2 separate regions of the Mus musculus genome follow, and region 1 is linked to region 2. The links are chromatin contacts, called in public Hi-C maps. All regions are on one chromosome and are shown on one strand. The core of a region is the stretch at or near the end of the contact, and the rest is flanking DNA. Distances in the headings are between cores, read along the strand shown. Region 1 has its middle 11 kb from the start of Odf3l1. Region 2 has its middle 68 kb from the start of Gm31586.

Region 1 (3,231 bases), core at 445-2,944, 110 kb before region 2:
GGGATGGCAGCTGAGAAAGAGGGTAGAGGAGTTGGCTCCGGCACACTTGCTTTTGGGACTTGGCGCAAATCCTCCCTTCTTTGGCTCATCAGTTTCCCTATCTGAAAGTGAGAATGCTGGCTGCTCCTGGGGGAGGGGGGATTTGTGGGGAGCATCACACATCTGGATGAGATGGTCTTCCAGCTCTGGTTCTCTGAAAAAGCTGGCTGGAGGTGCAAAGGACACCCATCAAGCACTGGGAGAAGGACTGGCCAGCAGCCGCCAGACTGCAACCTCCGCAGCTGAAAGGAGGCTAAGCTCCAGGTCCACTCCCTGCTGCCTCCAAGTGGTAAGAAATGGGTACTGCAGAAGATGGGTCTCACTGTTTTCCCAAATTGGTCCTCCCTGGCTTTGTCTTTGATGGCCAGAAACGGGAAGGGACTTGCTAGCAGGTTGCCCATAGCAGAAACTTAACTGTGGCAAGGCACCTTAGCTCTATTTTCATGGGAAGCTCTGGATCTTCCAGGGAGCCCTCTTACTCTCCTCCAGCAAAAAGCCACCTCTTTCCCTGGGCTCCACCTGCAAGCCAGGTGGTGGATTCCTTGAGATCTCAGGTGCTCTGTCCTGGGGTTTGGAATCTTACACTGGTTGAGCTTATTTTGATCTTCATTTTCCTGGTAAGGAAGCAGGTATGAAGAGGTTGTAACTTGTTAAACACACACTGGTGGAGCAGGATTCAAAACCAAGTCAGTCTATCCTCTGGGAAGAATCCCTCATTTGGGGCCAAAAAAATTGCCCCCATGAACCTGTGATAATCAGCTGGGACTAGGCTATGGGCTCAGGGTCAGCCTTACCACTGTATTGATGTGTAAATGGGTAAGGCCCATTCCTTTGTTCATGAATTTGTGTATGTGTTCATGTGTGCATATCTGTGTATGTGTATGTATATGTGTGTATGTGTGTCTATGTGTGTGCGTGTGTGTCTGTGCATGTGTGTGTGCATGTATGTGTATATTTATGTGTGCACATGTGTTTGTGTGTGTATGCATGCATGTGTCTGTATGTGTGTCTATGTGCATGTATGTGTGCATATCTGTGCATGTGTATGTATATGTGTGTATGTGTATGCATGTGTGCCTGTGCATGTGTATGTTCATGTGCATATGTGTGTGTGCGTGTGCACACATATGTATATGTGTGTATACATGTGTATGTGCACATAGTTGAGCATGTGCATGCATGTGTCTGTATGTGTGTCTATGTGTGCATGTGTGTGTGTCTATACATGTTCTGGACTTCTCAGAGGTCTGTTCTGGTTCTGGACTCAGCACGTTCAGTTGAACAGCTTCTAAGGCATGGGTCCGAGGTTGAGAAAGTGGAAGACCTGACTTGTATCACGCTAGTCCTGCCAAGCTTGCATAGCGATGTTGAGAATGGGGGTGTGTGGGGAAGCTGGTCTGTGAGTGTGGGCACATTCAGGTCTGGAGCTTGTTCCTGGGAGTCTTCTCCTCACTGCCAACCTCAGAGGGGAGTTTTTCTTGGCAGGAAACAGCCTCATCAATCAGCGGCAATGGGGGGCTGACAGGCAGCCCCTCCTCACTGCCGGGGCTTCAGGCAGACTCATAAATCCCACTCTAGGCTGGCTGTAAATTCCTGTGATTCACACCAGCCTCTTGGAGGGCAGAGACATTTAGGGCTGTGGGAGAGGCTTTTCTCTCCTGGGCAGAATAGATGAGCATGGGGAGGAGCCTAGGTCATGGCAGGGCCTCAGGCAGCCTCCCAGGAGTGCAGAGCTTCCTCTCTCAGAGAAGACTTAGGGCATTCTGAGCCACCTCTGTCCAGATATAGGCTCCAGCTGGGTCCTTCAGTGTTCTGACCTAAAGCACACTGAGGCCATATGTGTGCACTTTGGGATCATGAGTGTGCAGTATCTGAGATTCTGTGGGACCTGTGGCCAGAGGCCACAGTGGTCTGTCCTATGTGTCCCTCAGCAAATGGCTCTGACTTTTCACACAGAATTCTCTCCTGGTGACCATGAGGGCAAAGGGGTGCAGGACCTTGTTTGCATCATTTGAATTCCAGGGGTCAGAAATCCAACACTCTTCAGGCAGAGAAGGAACTCAGAGAGTGGCAGCCATTTGTTAAGGTCTGTCCAATCAGGGCTTCTGTTATACTCACACACCCTTGGAACTCTTGTTTGCTTCTTTTTTTCTTTAAGCTGGCTTACAAATTTCAAACATGTGAGTTTGCCTTGTCTTCAACAAGATTTGTGAAACCAGGATGTAATGCCCTAGTTAATGCACAAAAATATATATGCATGTGTAACTCTGCTCCATGCATACAAGTGTATACAGTCATCACTCCTTTCTGGTGACATCAGGAGCCATAGATTCACCCATTTGTGAACTGAAAATATCTGGGAAAAGGTATCATACTGAACATGCACAGATTTTTTTTGGTCATTATTTCATATATAAATACACACACACACACACACACACACACACACACACACACACACACACACACACACATATATGAGGGTGTATTTGGGTTATAGCAAATGCAATGCATTTTGCGCAAGACATACTTTCTAAATGGTTAGGCATTATCATGGGTCACATGCCACTCTGTGAATATTGATTTCTAGTCTTTCCTCATTTTACAGACGAAGAAACCAAGGCCCAGAAGTGTAGGCACCTGCTCAAGGTCACACAGCTGTGGGGTTAGCAGCCCAGCCCAACTGACCTCTAGCCTGGTGTTCATTATTCAGGAATATGTTCCTTGTCCACGGAGGAACTACACTGGGTGTGCAGGTCTTCCTTCCTGCTGAAGCACACTGGGATTTTTGAAGGCTTCTTGGAGACTGTACCCAAATACAGAGGAATACACAGGAAGTGGTTTCTGGAAGCAGGCTAATGGGACGGCATACAAACATCTTGAGTCTCTTGGTGGGACCAAGCACTGACCTCTGCTTAGCCCTCTGCTCTTTCCCCCTTTGTGATTTCTGTGGATTTGGCTGCACCTCAGGGTTAGCAGCAGGTAGAGAAAGAGGACTCAGGGGAGGGAGAGAGCAGGGCCCTTCAGCAGTCCTTCTCCAGGGAGCTGCTCACTGAGCAATAATTAGCGGTCCCTGCTCCCAGGCTGGCAAGGAAGGTGGCCTCATTAGTGAGCCTTCCGCTCCATTGCATAATCCTTACCTACAGTCCTAGCTTCCTGCTGCCCCTGCTGCCACCATCACCCAGAGACGTG
Region 2 (3,554 bases), core at 1,047-3,546:
CACAGGATATGGCAGTGTCTTCTGTCCCTCTCTCCAAGGGACTCTAGGTGCTTGCTCCTGGTACAGGTGGGCAGATGTGCCAAAGGTGAGCTGGAGATGGATGATGGAGGGCAGAAGGAGAGAGGGGAGGAGCTTATGAGGGAGGGGAGGAGCTTATGAGGGAGGGGAGGAGCTTAGGGGAGGGGAGGAGCTTATGAGGGAGGGGAGGAGCTTAGGGGAGGGGAGGAGCTTAGGGAGAAAGCAAACCACGACTCTTCTTCAGGAGCCTTCTAGTTAGGGGATGTGCTGGTGCAGGAAGCTCTGTGGTGTTCCCTCTGGCCAGCTTAAAGGCTCACTCGTGTCTCTTACCTTCCCGTGGGTTCTCTCTTTTCTATAGGCAAGGGAAGCTCTGGCCCTACTCATGTACCTCTGAAGGGCTTCCTGTAGTTCATTCCCATGCCCTAGGCTCCTTTGTGAACCCATGGGGTTCAGAGAATGAGCTGGCAGCAAGGAACTCCTTATGGGGGGAGTGCCAGGGCTGGCCACACTTAACACCAAGACAGTTCCTTGTTCTCTGGTGACCAACTTTACTCCAATCTCTGCCAAAGTCTAAACCTTCAAGTCCTCATCTCTTTCAACAGCATGTCATCCTTTGGAATTAGTTTTCCTCGACTATGCTGTGACCTCGTCATAGCTGGTGGGCTAAATACAAGTTTGGAATTTGCAGGGTTTCTGGCTGGGAGCCATGTGGCCTCTCTGTCCTGCTTGGCTACTGTGGTTAGCAGTTTTATGTTCACACAGGCCTAGGTTCTGTTCTATGCCCACCATGAGCTAACATGGCTCTTCGGGACGTTCTTCTGACTCGGATCTCAGTTTATTCCTCTGTAAAGGGGGCTGTAGCTGCCTATCTCAGAGAGGCTCCGGGAGGGCAGGGAGCCCCTCCCCCCACAGCACTCTGTAAGGCTTACTGTCTGCCTCTTTGCACATCGGCTGTAGAAGGCTGTTGTGGGCAGGGCTGGGTCTGCTCCCAGTTCAGAGGCTTCTAAAAGTATGTCCAGCCCCCTCATGCTTGCAGCACCTTTGGCCTCTCCGGGCTGGCATGGGGGCTTCAGCAAGGTTGGCTAGCTGGAGCAAACCTTCTCCTTGGACCAGTCAGTCACCCCTGTACCACAGCCCCTTCTGCCTGATTTAGGGCCCAAACCTCTCCCTGTCTCTGCCTCACCAGCCAGCTTCCTTCCTCTGAACCCAGGGCTCCTTGGAGCCCCTATGGCCTCTGATTCTGCTGAGGTCTTGGTAAATTTTTCAGGTCTGCATGGAGGCCCAAGTGCCTGCTTCTGGAAGCAGAGTAGCCTGAGCTTCCTGTACCTTCGGGCCTCCCTGATGCCTGTCCCCAGGAGGCTGCACCGGGAAGCTGGGGTGGGAAGGTACTTGCCTTCAGACTGCAAGGTCAGACTGGTTTCTTCCTGCCAGCAGGAGGCCCTAGGGAGAGAACAGGCCAGACCTTCCTGGGTGGCCAGACCTGCTGCTGCTTGTGGGGTTGCAGGGAATGTCTTGGAAGGAGATTTGGGTTATTTTTTTCCCTAGGCCCACATCCCTTTGCTTTTCCTGTATTTTTGATCTGAGGGGGCCAAAGATCAAGCTGGTCCAAGGGCAGAGAATTGGAAACCTGAGATATCCTTGGAGCTAAGGGCTACCAAGCAAGCATGGAGCTGTGTCTTGAAAGGTGCACAGGGTTTAACGAGGTCTACACAGAGAGCACGTGGGCCTTGGGTGCTAAGTAGATTGTGGATCTGGTCTCTTTCTGCTGGCCGAGAACACCAGATGAGGGACCCCATTTAGTAGCATGCTCCCCATAACATCCTTGCTCCTTTCCGGCCTGGTAGTCTCATTGTCCTTTGGCTCTCACTAGAAGGACACTTTCTACGGAAGGCCTTCCTTGATCGCTGCCATACCCTGGGGGCTCCCTGGCCTTTCCCGTAAAGCTCTTTCCAATATGTTCTCTACCTGTATGACCACTGACAGATGATTGCCTCTGTCACCAGGCTTTATAAGGTTCTTTAGGTCAGGAGACTCAGGGTTTGGTGGTCTCAGCCTCCAGCCTAGTGCTTGGCACAGAGTAGATGCTCACTAAACAGCTATGTGAAACTGAGTAGGACACCAAGCAAAAAGAGGTAGGACTGAGAGCTGCCCAGTGAGGTGTGCACGGTGCCCGGGTGCAGTGAGCCAGGCTCCTTTGTGTCATTAGGCAGCTCTTTAAAGAGCTGTTTGCAGGAACAAAAGCCACACAGCTGCCAGAACCCCAGTGGGTGGTTGGCCTGCTGAAGAGCAATGGACTGAGCCAACTTGTCACACACACACCCCAGGCAGGCTGGTGACCCTGGGGAGTGGAGCCAGCCATGAGCTGGGGGCTGTGGGAAGCAGGACCATTGGTGGGCCCAGTCCTGACCTCACCAAAATTATGTTTCAAACCTGCAAGAGAAAGGGGATATTTTTAACCTTGTTCCATGAAGGCATCCCAGGGGAGCAGGGAGGGAAAGGAGGCAGAAGCCAGGTTGGGGGAGGGGCCTAGAGCAGGGCTGGGGGCTTTCAGAGAGCCCCTGAGAACAGTGTTTCCCCCTTTGTCCCCAACCCTGTTAAATTTTTTAAAAGCTCCAAACAGCAAGAGGGACAGTGGAGTTCATTATATCGAGTTATCTCCTCCGTTTCAGGCGAAGATCAATCTTATGAGTCTTGCAGCTCCAAGGGGGAAGGGAAGAGAAGGAAAATGGGAGGCGAAGGAAAAAAACTCCCTGGACCAATTTCCGCTGGCTAACACGATTACCCGGCTGCCTGGCAGCAGCGCCAGCTGTTGGCAGGCATGCTGGCCCCCTGCCAGCCTCTCTCAGCTGCTGGCTGCCCCAGGGCTCCCTCCCGAGTGGGGTGGGTTGGCAGGTGTGAAAGCCCCACGTGCCCCTTGGTTGGGGCTGCTGAGCGTGGCATCCCAGAGATGCTGCAAGCCCCACTGGTACCTGTCAGTCCCCCACTGTCACAGAACAGCCTGTGCTCGGGGTCCTGCCCTGATGAGGGTGCCTTCCTGCTTCCCACGGGAGACTTTTCCTTCAGAGAGTTAAGTCGCTGATAGCTGGCTCCACTAATTTATTTATTCACTCAACAAACAAGTTTCTGAGGATTCACTTGGCAGCACACAGTTCACACAGAAGTTCAGAGGCGAACAAGGTATCTGTGGTCTGCATTGAGAAAGAGACAGACAAGGGACAGGGACACACATACCCAAGCAGGGCAAGGACAGGTGCAATATAAATGCTGTGAAGGTGTGAAGGTGAGTGGTTAGTATGCCCAGGCACTATACTTGCGGGCTGAGGGGAGGGAGGAGCTTTGCACCAGGAGTAAGATGTCTACAGCCTGAGGCTAGCCCACCTAACAATGGCCAGAGGCCACAGTGATTGGAAGGGGGTTCTGAGAGTGGGGCAAGCCCTGAAGGCGTTATGATGGGTTGCTGATACAGGCAGCCGCAGCATGTCCTGAGTCTGCCGTGGGCTTTGAATTGTTGTCCATAAGAGTTGCCCAATTCCAGC

Evidence for each region. Hi-C and Micro-C count contacts between places; a contact is called where the count stands out from the background.
Region 1: a contact with region 2 is called in a Hi-C map of olfactory sensory neurons, with 9 times the contacts expected there. The contact joins two enhancer-like sites. A contact is called at or near these places in 15 of 39 promoter capture datasets (the 3T3-L1 cell line, the C10 cell line, the HPC-7 cell line and 9 more), 18 of 484 Hi-C or Micro-C datasets (B cells, the CH12 cell line, the HL-1 cell line and 12 more), 2 of 115 datasets of contacts at active chromatin or transcription factors (heart atrium and oligodendrocyte precursor cells) and 1 of 9 other capture datasets (adipose tissue).

Annotation. Positions count from the first base shown.
Region 1 is chr9:56,840,879-56,844,109 of GRCm38.p6, reverse strand. No RefSeq gene overlaps it. Among named protein-coding and RNA genes, the nearest start is that of Odf3l1, 11 kb to the left of the region's middle. Within about 2 kb of position 1,694, at least 27 of the 459 cell types and tissues checked have an H3K27ac peak or open chromatin away from gene starts, as enhancers often do. A contact at or near this core is called in olfactory sensory neurons, where this site is marked.
Region 2 is chr9:56,727,228-56,730,781 of GRCm38.p6, reverse strand. It overlaps a transcript of Lingo1 not described here. Among named protein-coding and RNA genes, the nearest start is that of Gm31586, 68 kb to the left of the region's middle. Within about 2 kb of position 2,296, at least 22 of the 459 cell types and tissues checked have an H3K27ac peak or open chromatin away from gene starts, as enhancers often do. A contact at or near this core is called in olfactory sensory neurons, where this site is marked.